Regions from separate parts of the Danio rerio genome. Here region 2 is linked to region 1. Evidence: chromatin contacts called from public Hi-C data. All regions are on one chromosome and are shown on one strand. Each heading gives the region's core, a stretch centred on a gene start, on an enhancer-like site or on the middle of the called end of the contact. The rest is flanking DNA. Distances are from core to core; before and after follow the strand shown.

Region 1 (7,349 bases), core at 3,820-6,319:
TAATAGCCCCCCTGAATTATTGGCCCTCCCTGTTTAATAGCCCCCAATTTTTGTTTAACAGAGAGATTTTCTTAACACATTTCTAAACATAATAGTTTTAATAACTCGTCTCTAATAACTGATTTATTTTATCTTTGCCATGATGACAGTACATAATATTGGACTAGATATTTTTCATGACACTTCTATACAGCTTAAAGTGACATTTAAAGGCTTAACTAGGTTAATAGGGTATATGCCAAGCTAGTGCTGTTCCCATGCTGATACACTTCCGGTGACCTGCTATTGTGATTTTTTTTCCAATTTTATACGGTTCCTTACACAGCATCGATGTTGTAATGTCATTAAAATACATTCAGTTAAATAAACTTTAGCATTTATTTAGCTGCTCAAGCGTAAAACAAGACAAAAAGTTGATTACTCGCACGCGCCCGTCAGAATCGGCAGGCTAACGCAGAAGCTCCATTAAATATACTGAGGTAAAATAAATGCTCATATTATAAAGACATGGTGGGGGAAATGTAATTTAATGCAGTGCTTCTTGTACAATCTGAGACCCACTTTAAATGGGATATCACTCAGCTAGTGGAGATCGCTGATTTTTAAAGAAAACAGACCTTAAACGCACCGGATTTTGCATTGGCATTCGATTCGCAGGAAGCGCTTAACCCAGGTTACTGGCAAATTAAAAGTCCTATTAGCATGCTTCGGCATATACCCCATTAGGTTAACTAGGCAGGTTAGGGTAATTAGACATGTTCATGTATAACGATAGTTTGTTCTGTAGACTATCGAAAACAAATATAGCTTAAAGGGGCTAATAATTGTTACCTTAAATGTTTTTTGAAAAAAATTAAAAAGTGCTTTTATTCTAGCCAAAAGAAAAAATATTATCAGACATACTGTGAAAATGTCTTTGCTCTGTTCAACATCATTTGGGAAATATTTAAAAAAGAAAAATAATTTGAAAGGGGGGCTAATAATTCTGACTACAACTGTATTTTTAGTTATGTTTTACAGTGAAGTTTGAACGAGCAGCAAATATAATGTTTTAAGTGTAGCACAAACTGCTGAGGGGGGTTACGAGATGCGCAGAAAGCCTAGTCACACGTCTGCACTGGTTTACTGGTGTTTAATATCCCATCCCTTGTTTTGATGTCTGTTGAGACAGGTTATGGGCAGGACCTGAGTGCTTTTGGTCATAGCTTTGCAGACCCCAGCCAGCCTACTGCCTCATACGCCGCAGCCCCCTCCGCGCCCTCGTCAGGAGCTCCAGCGGCCGCCAGCAGCTTCGGACGGGGACAGAACCACAATGTACAGGGCTTCCACCCCTACCGGCGCTGAGCTGCTGTCCCACACCAACCCTCCCTCCCTCCCCAATGCAATAAACATCGTCAGGGATACAGACGTTTCCAGCACAAGCTGAACTGGATATTGGGATTGTCTTTCTGAAGATCGCAAAGAGCAAATAAAAAAAGGGGTTTTATTGTGTGTAAATTGTAAACAGGGGCTCTACTCCGACAATAGGAGACCACCGTACTCTTCTATATTTTGTAGTAGAACTGAACTACTGAAGTATTTAGCAATAGATTTGGATTGTCTGGTCAAACATCAGCACAGAACAGACGCACCAGACGTCAGCGACAGGGTCTCCCAATTATTCAGCTTTAATTATTATATTAGCGGGGAAATGTTTTTATTTGGAATTTTGTGGATTTTGTTTACTCTACGAGCCTTTTACCGTTTTATTTAAGTTTGAAATAGAGTACAAATGTGTATTATACACCTAAACTGTGCAATTTTTTAAAGAATTTTGTACTAATATATGTGCGCTTTTCTCGTTTTTTTATTTAAGGATGTAGAATTTCCTCAGGTGGCTGTTGGTGCACTTTGCACTTATGCAAAAAAAGAAAGTTTAAAAAAACACACACAAAAATGAGAGTTTATTTGAAATAAATGATTTAAAGAAGCTATGTTGTGACAGTTTATTGAGTTCACGGTACAATGGGGTATATGCACACACTTTTAAAAAAAAAAATTTTTATTGGGTTTTTCACAACATTAAAACAAAACATTTAAACATCTGAACATCACATTACAACAAAACAACTCCAGGATAACATACTAAACTTCAATAAATAAATAAATAAATAAATAAATAACAACAGTAAGAAAAATAAATAAATATAAAAAATAAAAATAAATGAATACATAAAAATAAAAAAATTCTAAATAAATAAAAATAAAAAGAGTCAATATAGAGTATATTTCTTTGCACACAACATCAAAAGTAGTTCACTGTTTGACCTTGATGTTTTATTTAACTTCTATTCTTTTTTTATTTTTTTTATTGCAATAATAACAATACATTACAACAAATACCGATACAAAACTGAAAGAAGTATAGTACAATCAATAGAAATATTACTTTTTGAAAAAAGTGGATTGTAACAAATTTAGAACAAATTAATAAATGTAAAAGAAATTAAAGGGAACAAGAGAGAGAAAAGAAGAAGAAAAATAAATAATTAAGGGCACATAAAGATAAATTATTGCAGAATATTAAATAAAGCACATATTTTAGAAGTTTTAATAGCTTTCTTATTGTGAGAGTCTATGATGTTTTTTTAAATAAAGAGCTAGTTCTCGTTTAAAAAATAGAAAATTAGGCTTACCATGAGTATATTTGCATTTGTGTATAAAAAACTTTCCAATAAATAAAATGAGGTTTATGCAAAAAGTTGCATTAAGGAATTCTTTTCCTTTAATATATAGCCCCAAAATAACATGACGATAGCTTAAAGAAAAATCACCACAAACCTTTTGGACAATTAACTTCTATTCTGCTGTCAGGTCCACTTGGTTGCAAAAGTGTAGAAAGGGGTTCCAGATGCAATAAAAGTCTTTTAACTTCCGTTTGATAATGTACGTTAGTTTTTCCAGAGCAAGATTACAGGACATTTCCTTGATCCATTGATTAGAAGAGGGCCTTTGAGTCTCTTTCCATTTTAATGCAATAACACGCTTGGCCTGCAGACATGGACACACTTTTAACTTCAGCCAGCCAGCCCCAGGGCTTCCTGTTATCGTCATCCCATTCAAAATCGCTGCGTTTAAGATGCGATTTCTTTAAACGACAGCAATCATCACTGCCTGGCTGAGATACGATATGAAGTGGGCCTCAGACCAAACAAGAAGCACTGCATTAAACTATATTTTACCACACCATGCCTTTAAAATATGGACATCTATTTTACCCCAGAGTTTTTGTGCTCGTCTTTCTTCTCTTTTTACGCTTTAACCACCAAATGAATGCTTTAGTCTATTTAATTTTTATTACATCACAACATCGATGTAGTAAAGGGAACCTTATGAAACTGAAAATAGACCAGCTTTCGCCGGAAGTTTGTTGTTGGCTTAAAAACGTTTGCTGTGCATAAAGTTCATTGCTTTCACATTTACACAAATGAATCTATTGACTTTTTTAAGAGCCGGAATATATAAAATCTAAGAATTGTTTAGTTGTGAGTGGGAAAAGGTAGGCAGTGTCCATGTTTAATAATGCTTGTAACAGTTGAACATTAGGGGCAGGGTACTTATGTCTATAACATTTTTATTTTAATTGTTGTCAATGTCTATTTTTTTTTTTAGGTTTTAAAATAAGAGATTTCTCAAGGATTTTTGTCTTCACCAAGTGGTGGTAAAGTCTTAAAAGTGCAAATGCTCTATGTTGCTTCAATATGGGGTAAATAAATAAATAAATAAATAAATATATATATATATATATATATATATATATATATATATATATATATATATATATATATATATATATATATATATATCACATAAAGACAAATTATAATTTAGAATTTAATAAATATATTTTTGGTAGCTTATAAACCAGAAATAATCTCTCTCTCATCATTTTTTTGGGCAAATTATTTTCATGAATTTAAGTGTATTTTCTTTCCATTTCTAAAGATGTTCTGTGACGAAAATATTATTTTATAAATTATATCTTGTTTAATAAATCCGTTTTGTTTAAATGCACCTATATATATTACACATAATCAGTGAGAAATGGGCAAAAATATGCATTTTCAAAATGGGCTGTATATACATAAATGCATAAACGAGTCCAACCCCTTTTGAAAATGAGCATTTTTGTCCATTGTTGGGTAATGGGTATATGGGGAATTTTGTGCATTTGAACTAAACAGATTTATTAAACAATTACAACATTTATAATGTTTGGTCACCGAACAACTTTAGAAATAGAAAGATAATAGGCCTACATTTAAATTCAAATAGGTCATTGCAAAAAACAAAACAAAACAATGTTTTACTATTTATGTTTCTCTTTTATCTGTTTATTAAAATTATATTTAATATTTCCACCTGATGTATCAATTTATTTTCGCAAATGTATTATAATATTTATCTATCTATCTATCTATCTATCTATCTATCTATCTATCTATCTATCTATCTATCTATCTATCTATCTATATCTATATCTATATATATATATATATATATATATATATATATATATATATATATATATATATATACATACATACATACATATCTATGTGTGCGTGCGTGCGTGCTGGTCAAACGTCTGGGCTCAGTGAAATTTTTAAAGCCTTGAACTCACCAAAGCCAAAGACTAGGAACTTTACTGAAGCTACTATTATTGACCGATTCATTTAATGCAAACATTTTTAAATAAAATATATTTTATTGCGTTTTAAAGAAAATTCTTGTGCTGCAACACATCTGCAACATCATCTGTGGTATTTGTTTTATTATTCAAAAGGGCAGCATTTAGGTCTACTTTAGACAAAATTGCTGTAGCAAATAGGCTACATGTGGTCACATTTGATCCACTTATTACGTCTTTTCTGGGCATATTGTCAGGCTCAATTATATACATTGTTTATATTCTGTTTTTACGTGAAAAACTTACTTCCTCCTCCTCTCCGCAAGATGGCGGCTTTCCAAAGTCGTCATGAAGAATGACGGAACTCTCGCGATATTACAGCGCCTCTCCTGCTTTCTTCCTTTTCCGGTAGTCTCTGAAGATGGTAGGTTCATGTCTTTATTTCTGAATAGCTACATCACATTAATCCAAAGCAATCTGTCGTATATACAATGCGAATCAGAACATTAAACACGAGTGAGATGTGTTTAAGATTTAGTGAATGTTACCAGGCCACTATTTAAGTGTTTGGGATGAAAGATTAGGTAGATGTTCGTCTGATTAGCAGCTTCAGTCTTGCGCTGCATTTCTCAGTCCGGCATGATGGATCCACGGGAATTTTTAATACGTTATTTTTGAGTGGCGTTATGAAGCACCGCGTTTTAACGTATTTAGTCGTTTATTTGTTATTGAAGTCACGGAGAGAGTCGCGGTAATGTCTCCCAGCAGCGGCTAACAGTGGTTGTGTTTCCCGCAGGCGGACACTGAGCAGAAGAAGAAGCGTACCTTCAGGAAATTCACCTACAGAGGTGTGGACCTGGACCAGCTGCTGGACATGTCCTAGTAAGTAAAAATTAAAAACATTTTCGCTCCACACAGTTAGTAAAGACAAAGCTTTATGTAAACTTTTTTTTTTAACTATCATAGTCTGATGTGATGCATTTCAAAGTATACTTGTTCGACGCATGCGCAATAGGTCATATCGTGGGACATTTCATTCCTAGATGTTTAGCGATCATATCTTAAGGTATTGCCAAGCCATGTAACGTTAGACATGTAAAATTATCGTCCTGCTGATTAACTAACTGCTGCAAAATGTGAAAAGTATTCCTTTCATAATTTGTTCACCTTCAAATTTATTCCAAAGTTTTGAGCTTGTTTTAAAGAGTGTTCGAGTGTTTTCACACCTGCCTCATGTAGTTCGATTAAATGGCACTAGAGTTCATTTTCCCTCTCGGTGTGGCTCGTTTGGGCAGGTGTCAGTGTAGCAATCGTACTGTAGTAAGCACCAAAAGCATACCAAGATCTCCTGAAAGAGGTGGTCTCGGTGCACTTTCAAACAGACCTCGTTTGTGGTGAATTATGATCCGAATTTAAACTGACCCAACCGCAAAAAGTACTGCGCCTTTTTGGACTAATCCAGCTGCCGTAGGCCGATGTGCTGTGCATCATGGAATGTGTAGGAAAATATTTGTTGACAGCGCTTTATCGAGAGAGAGAGAGAGGGAAAACCATTACCTGATGGATCGTTGGTAATATTTCCGGAAGATGACCATGTTGCAGTTTAGCTAAATTAATTCACGCCTCCTCCTGAAGTGACGTGCGATGCGTCTTTGCCGTTTGCAATGCATTAAAACATTTTCCAGCCGCATTTCATTTTCGAAATGTATAGTCTGTCCATAGTGATGTATTCAAACTATATAGTATACTATAAGCAGGGATACAATCAGTCAGCGCAGTCGTAGCTCCATATAGTCAAAAGCGACATGTTGTGTTCACCAGTTTGTTAACTGCGGCATTGGCATTATCCCGCACGTGAATTCTGACCAATCGAAAAGCAGTTTAGGAAATGTGTTCAATAATATCTGGCAATGAGTGATGTGGATTTTATCAGATGACTCAATTTTGGTTCTTTTCTACTGATTCGGACCAAAGCAATCAGTGTGGTGTACAAATAACCCAAAAACAGAAGAAAATGCTACAGTGTATCAATTTTTGCCCTGCGTCCAGACCAAAGGAACCCAACTACAGACGTGAAAGCACCCTTAGAAACTTTTTGCCACTGGCGAACATTGGATACCAGTGTCCAACATTTTTAAAAATATCTACATTTTCTTTTTAAATGGAGTATAAGAAACCCCTAAAGGTTTGGAGTAACTTGAGTGTCAGAAGATTTAGATTTTTGGGGTGCACTGTCGCTTTAACTATGCGCAATATGCTGATCCTCATGTCAATTGTTGGAAAGTCGTAAATGAAACCGGAACAATGGGCTAAATGCACAGCTAGTGTTTTTCAGCCAATGATAAACTTTTGGTGAAAGCTTAACGTGACGGTTTTCAATTTCATAAGGTTTCTTTTACACCATCGATGTTAATGTCATTCAGTTTAATAGCCTGCTTCAGGTCCCGTTTACACTAATACGTTTAGTTTTAAAACGGTGTTTTAGATTGATAATGATCTGCATCCACACTAGTGGTTTACCTAGTTTCTGAACCGCTCTCCATCCATACTACAGCACTGAAAATGCACATCACGTGACCACACACACACTCAGGCATGCGATGCAGCGTATGTGTACGTCTGAGCTTCAGGCAGTCATCTACTCAGATGAGAGCAGCGCATGTCGGACTGTTCATCAAGG
Region 2 (6,807 bases), core at 2,133-4,632, 150 kb after region 1:
TATTTTGGAAAATTTTCAAAACCAGTACATTTCTTAGTATGGAAGAAAATACTATACCATACTAAGTTAATGGTTACCGGTTTCAAACCTTTTTTAAATTTTTTTTTTTAAATAAAAATGACAGAATTTTCATTTTTAGGTCAACAATCCCTTTAAGTGGTTCTGACACCGTTTTTCACATTTAAACACAAAAGATAGTTTGAAAAATGTTAAAAACCAGTACAATTGTTGTGGGAAAGAAAATGCTTTGGGAGTCAATGGTTACCGGTTTCAAACCTTTTTTCAAATTTTTTTCAGATAAAGATGACAGAATATTCATTTTTGGATCATTTGTCCATTTATGTGGTTCAAATGCTGTGTTATTACCATTTAAACACAAAAGAAGATATTTAGAAAAATGTCCAAAACCAGTACAATCATAGTAGGGAACAAATACTATGGAAGTCAATGGGTTTTGGGTCAACTGTCGCATTAAGTGGTTCAAATGCTGTGCTATTTTCATTTGAACACAAAAGAAGATATTTTGAAAAATGTTTAAAACCAGTATATTTGTAATAGGGAAGAAAATACTATGGTAGTCAATGGTCACCGGTTTCAGACCTTTTTTCAATTTGTTTTTCGAATAAAAATGACAGAATATTAATTTTTGGGTGAACTGTCCATATAAGTGGTTCTGATACTGTGATATTCTCATTTAAACACAAAAGAAGATAGTTTGAAAAATGTTCAAAACCAGTACAATTGTAGTTTTTTTTTTTTTTTCTCAAATGAAGGTGACAGGATGGGTATCTTTTAATTTCTTTATTCATCAAAGACTTCTAGGAGAAATGTTTTTACAAAAATAGCTAGCTTAAATGATTTCAGCATTTATTATGTTTTTTCCAGCACCATACAAGCATTTTTGAATGATTTCCGGATGCAAGTCATGATGCTGAATAATAAGATTCGGGTCCAAAAATATATGAAAACAGCAGTTAAGTTGTAAGAACGTTTCACAATATCACTGCTTTCTACTGTTTTTTTATTCAATAAACACATCCTTACTGTATACCTTTCTGTGTGTTGTGTATATGTCATTATTATTTAAAACATTAAAAGACCATCACAGTGAATTGAGTTTTTAATATGAAAGTTAATAAATAATTGCTTTAGGTTGTATGTAATAAAATAAATTAGTAAATTGTTGCATTTTACACTCATACTTTTTTTAATTTAATACAGCTATCATTGCTGTGTACATCTTTCTGTGTTGTGTGCATTATTAACTCAGAAAAAACTCCATCAAAGTGAATTCATGACTTTTTAAAATGAGAAATAGATTTCTAGTTCTTTTTTCAAATAAATAAGTTAGTTAATTTGTTATAACATTTTACAATATACATATTACAATAATGTTTTAGTGTATTTTTGGTCCAACAAATGCAGTTTTGATGTTTATCTGTATTAAATGTTATTAGTAAAACTCAAACAGCAGTCTCTTGTCTCCATCTAGTGGCGTAATAAGTTTCCCCAGCTCTTTCATAACAGTGGCTTAAATGCTTTTCAGCATAAATTAATATATAATAGACTATTTAAAACGAATACGTACAAAAGTATTGCGTTAATCGCAAATCACAATACTGCTTCATTATATTTTAGATCAAATAAATGTAGTATTTTACAGGCTACATGAAAAATATTCACTTTCATGAATAACGCCCTTCACAATCACCCTTCAGATCACATTTTAATGACTGCAATAAATTACATGGTTATTATAAGTGCGTCTATAAACATTTAATGATGAATTGTTTCACCGCGTCACTGAAACAAATCGTCGACCAGCCAATGGGGTGATGCGTGAAACAATTCGTCAACAATCCGTGATAAAAATACAAATAAAACTCTCATGCATTATAGATGCTATTATAAGTGTTTGTTTTGAACATGGATGTTGTATGGTTGATAATTAATTTATTTAATACACTTTTGATGATGAATTGTTTCACCACGTCACACTGAAACAAATCGTCAACCAGCCAATAGGGTGATGCGTGAAAAAAATCGTCAACTATCTGTGGTAAAAAAAAAAAAAACAATACCACTAAATAGGCTTTAATATTTTGGTCTCGGGAATTCCGGAGTTTTCCGGAAGACAGAACAATACGGGAGACTCCCGAGAAAAACGGGAGTGTTGGCACGTATGTCTTAGATAACTGTGGTGTCCCTTTCTCATATGAAAACTTTATGCATTAGTTTTCTTTTTAGTTCCCCCCAAATAATATGCCATTGTTTTTGGTACAATCCCTGATTGTGTTATACCTCTAGTCAAATCTGGCCCTAAAGGTTCTTTAGATTCGTTTATTTTTTACACCACACACCTTTTAGTTGACCAAACTCTTCTCAGTTCTATGTCAAACGAACATATTCACTTATTTAATAATAGATTTCGGCTTTCTTTACCTGTTTCCATAGTATTTTGGAATAATATGTTAAAGTCAGAATTATTAGCCCCCTGTTTATTTTCCCCCCTATTTCTGCTTAACGGAGAGCAGATTTTTTTTTTCAACATGTTTATCAACATTTTAATAACTCATTTCTAATAACTGAATTTTTTATGTTTGCCATGATGACAGTAAATAATATTTGACTAGATATTTTTCAGGACACTTCTATACAGCTTAATGTGACATTTAAATGCTTAAATAGATTAATTAGGGTAATTAGGCAAGTTATTGTATAACAGTGGTTTGTTCTGTAGACTATCGAAAAAAATATAGCTTTATTTTGGCTAGAATTAAAGCAGTTTTAAGTATTTCTAAAAACATTTTACGGTGAATATTATTAGCCCCATAAGCAATATTTTTCGATTGTCTACAGAACAAATCATTGTTATACAATGACTTGCCTAATATCTTGCCTATTTGATCTAGTTAAGTCTTTAAAGATGAATACTAATATCTTGAACAATGTCTAGTAAATTATTATTTACCGCTCACCATGACAAAGATAAAACAAATCAGTTATTAGAAACTACCTAACAAAACTATTATGTTTAGAAAAACCTTCTCTACGCTAAACAGAAAATGGGGGAAAAATATACAGGAGGGCTAATAACTTTAACTGTACATGAACAGGTCATTACTTCAAGTTAATAATCAAGGTAGACATTATTCACACAGGAACGTGTGTGGTTAAATTTAGTTCATGATCAGTGCATGCCTTCATCAGCTTATATTATTAGTAAAGATGCATCATTATTCATGCACTGTTATTGTAAAGTGTTACCAAATAAATGCGTCAAATAATCTAAAAACAAACCAAACAGGAAAGAGGTAAAACCCAGTGGGTGGAGGCGACGAGTTTAGCAGAGAGCAGGTTGAATGTTGATGTGCTGAAGCTCAGAAAGCCAGAGACACACAAACTCTCTGCTGCCTGTCACCGGGTCACACTGAACACAGTTTAAAGCGCTTTAATAATTATTTATCCGCTGCTGAGGAGGACATTATCTGAGGACAGCACCTGAAACCAAAGCAGACAAATGACTGAGGTGAGTGACTGATGCTGCGTACATGCTGATCCTTATTGTAGCTCTGTAAATCGTGAAGTACACTCATTTCCTGCGGTCACACTTTACTTTGATGGTCAGCTTGTTGAATTTAAGTTACATTGCAGCTACATGCCAACTAATTCTCATTCGATTATAAGTAGACTGTTGGGGTTAGGGTTATTGTAAGTATACTTTTAAAGCAGTTAAATGTCTGTTGGAGCAGCAGTATCAACAGATATTAAGCAGACAGTCTACTAATACTCAAATGGACCATCAAAATAAAGTGTTACCATTCCTGCTAGCTCAAGCTACTTTCATTTATGAACTGAATCAACACGATTCTTGAAGTTTTGTTTGTGACATCTTAATAGTTTTTTGTTTAATCCACTTTAATTAGTAAAAACAATTCATTCAACTTATAATCAGTTTGTGTTGGGTCAACATGAAGGACTTGTGTGGATCCCAGCATTTTTACAATCCAGAATGTTCTGGGTTTGATATTTCAACCACACAAATTGAGTGCGACTTCATATTTCTGATAAAAATAGCATTTTTTCAGTGGTCGTGTACAAATTTTAACAGAAAGCAAGACGGTTTTAATTGCGAAATGTCATTTGTGAAACCCCAACAATTGTTGACAGATAGTTCTGCAACAAAAGGGACGTCACTGACAAGCATATGATATTTACAGCGGCGTACAACAGCAGCAGTTTGATTTCTTACACCGAGCTGCATACAGCAACAGAGGCAGGAAGTGCAGTTACAGGATGTGTCTGTTTCCTCCTTTTCCTCCGCTCGAAACAAAAGGCTGATGTAGAAAACAACATCCATATTGTTCTGTATGGCAGTTTGTTTTGATGTGCAGTGAAAAATTAGATGAGTTACAAATCAAATCTCCTACATTAGTGCATCAGATTGATTTTATAAATATGCTTTTACATTCATTTTCCTTCGGCTTAGTCCCTTTATTACAGTTTTTCTCAGTTGCTTTGGTGCACTTCTCACTACACTATTTACATTTGCACAACAGTTAATACATTTCTCACAACGATTAGTCATTTGTGCACATCCTAGTAGCAGTTTCTCATTCCTTCCAACAAATTGCAGATGCTTTTGGACATGCATCAATTGCTTTCATAGAACTCCCTGCTATTTATAACTTTATCATTTGCTTATGTCATGTCAGTCAAAATGAACTAAACTTGTAAATGCTGAATAGTCATTGCATACTTGCATGCATATATATATATATATATATAGAAAGCATATTAAATTCAGGTAACTGCATACATTCAATTTTCCTTAAAAGTACCTGCACACCAAACCCTCCAGGAGAAATTTATTAATTTTTCCATTTTCCTTCAACTTAGTCTCTTTCAAGAGTTCACACTTAGCTGATGATTAATTATAAAAGCTTGTTTGGCATGCTGTCCCGGGAGAGAGCCCTGAGCTCATGAGATCCTCGAGCCCAGGGCTTCCTCCCGTTGCAAGGCGGGAGGGGAGTTTGAGCTCAGGTAGATCTCGAGAACTCCCCTGCTGTAGCAAGTGAATGCTCTTGAAATTAATTACTAACTAGAAGTGTGTCTATGTTGACAATTTGGATTGTTCAATTGACTTAATTGCATGTTTTTAGGCGGTGGGAGGAAACCGGGGAACCCGGGGGAAACCCACGTGAGCACGGGGAGAAGTGCAAACTCCACACAGAAATGTCTGCTAGTTTTGGTAAAGCCAGGAACCAGAGACATTCTTGCTGTGAGGCGACAGTGCTAGGCACTGGGCCACCGTGTCACCCGTCTAAGAAGGAGGAGTAGGGGAGGAAGGGGGGACTCTTCAAAACGAAGATAGCAATGGAATAAACCCCAGGGTATTTATAGTAGTTTAGGAGTCATCTGATTGGATCGTAATGAATTAGATAATGCGGGTCAGCTGCTAGCAATCATAAGCACGTGATCCTCTCGAAATTTGTTTATACATAAACTTCACTTATTAATCAGAGGTTGCCACAGCAGAATAACATCAACTTATCCAGCATATGTTTTACTCATTGGATGCCTTTCCAGCTGCGACCCAGCACTGGGAAACATCCATACACACTCATTCACACATACACTACGGACAATTTAGTTAATTCAATCCACCTGTATCGCATGACCATTCTTGTGTAGTCTAATCTAACCTGAAGGTTTTGCCAGCAGAGATCGGACAGTTTGGTGTCAGTGGACTCTGAACTGGCACAGTGTGAGACGGAGGTCAACACTTTACTGCAGATCATCTCTGACCTCAACAGAAAGATGGACTCCCTACAAATACCACGGTAAAACCTGTCTCAAACAACTTCATCAGTCACTGACCACCACTTCTATATGTCGTAGCATAGATTCAACGAGATGCTCGAAACATGTTCCATGGCATCATGAAGAAAGAACATTATGTAGAAATACTGAAGCAACATCTCAAGACATCAGCCAGAAAATTACAACTTGGCCACAAATGGGTCTTCCAAACAGATCATGACCCTAAGCATACTGCCAAATTAGTTCAAATGTGCTTTAAGGACAACAGAGCGAATGTTTTGGAGTGGCCATCACAAAGCCCTGATCTCAATCCTATGGAAAATTCATGGGCAGAGTTGAAAAAGCTTGTGCGAGTGTCGGGGTTTTTTTGTGACTACTTTGTCTCCCTCTTGTGTATTATCATTTGTATGCTGTTTCACCTGTTATCAATTTGCTTGTTTTCCCGTCCCCATTCCTCTCACCTGTTCTCCCTGATTATTGTAACTATTTAGTCTCCCCTTCTCCCTCGTTCTGTGCTAGTGAATTGATTCTGTGTTCATAGAGTTATGTGTGCTACTGGTTCTCGCTGTTCTTAAGAAATCTACGCATTTAAATCCGTCTTGTCTCGACTAGTTCAATGTTGTTGATCTTTACCACTCATCATCCGTTTATCTGTGCTCTGACTCACCTCTGCTCTGCCCACAGTCCACGATCGTGTGAGGTCTCATCTTCTCGGCTCCCTGAGGTCTGTCCCCACTTTTCTACTAACCCAAGAGGGTCTATTTGAGTTTGATCAGTCCTGCTACGCCCAGAGGAGGGTCGATTACTGACTGCCTGTGTTTTTGGAGTGATTGTTTTCCTACTGCCCAGAGGAGCAAAAGATTGTTGATTTATTTCTGTTCAATAAATCCTTTGAACTTCTCCCTTGCGCTTGGGTCTCCATATTTCCTGACAGCGAGCAAGACAGCGTACAAATTTGACTCAGTTACACCAATTCTGTCTGGA

Evidence for each region. A called contact is a pair of places that touch in the nucleus more often than the background predicts.
Region 2: a Hi-C map of hematopoietic stem cells shows a contact between it and region 1, with 4 times the contacts expected there. The contact joins the promoter of ushbp1 here to the promoter of rps15 in region 1. A contact is called at or near these places in 2 of 18 Hi-C or Micro-C datasets (caudal fin and hematopoietic stem cells).

Annotation. Positions count from the first base shown.
Region 1 is chr11:6,048,760-6,056,108 of GRCz12tu, forward strand. rps15 (ribosomal protein S15) reads left to right here and starts at 5,070. Exons shown (of 4, transcript NM_001001819.2): 1 at 5,070-5,093; 2 at 5,466-5,551. The coding sequence starts at 5,091. It overlaps dazap1 (DAZ associated protein 1), which reads left to right. Exons shown (of 12, transcript NM_001173504.1): 12 at 1,172-1,969. The coding sequence ends at 1,344.
Region 2 is chr11:6,200,572-6,207,378 of GRCz12tu, forward strand. It overlaps ushbp1 (Usher syndrome 1C binding protein 1), which reads left to right and starts at 3,383. Exons shown (of 15, transcript XM_073916276.1): 1 at 3,383-3,529; 2 at 5,725-5,843. All of the region lies in intron 1 of LOC141376513, which reads left to right.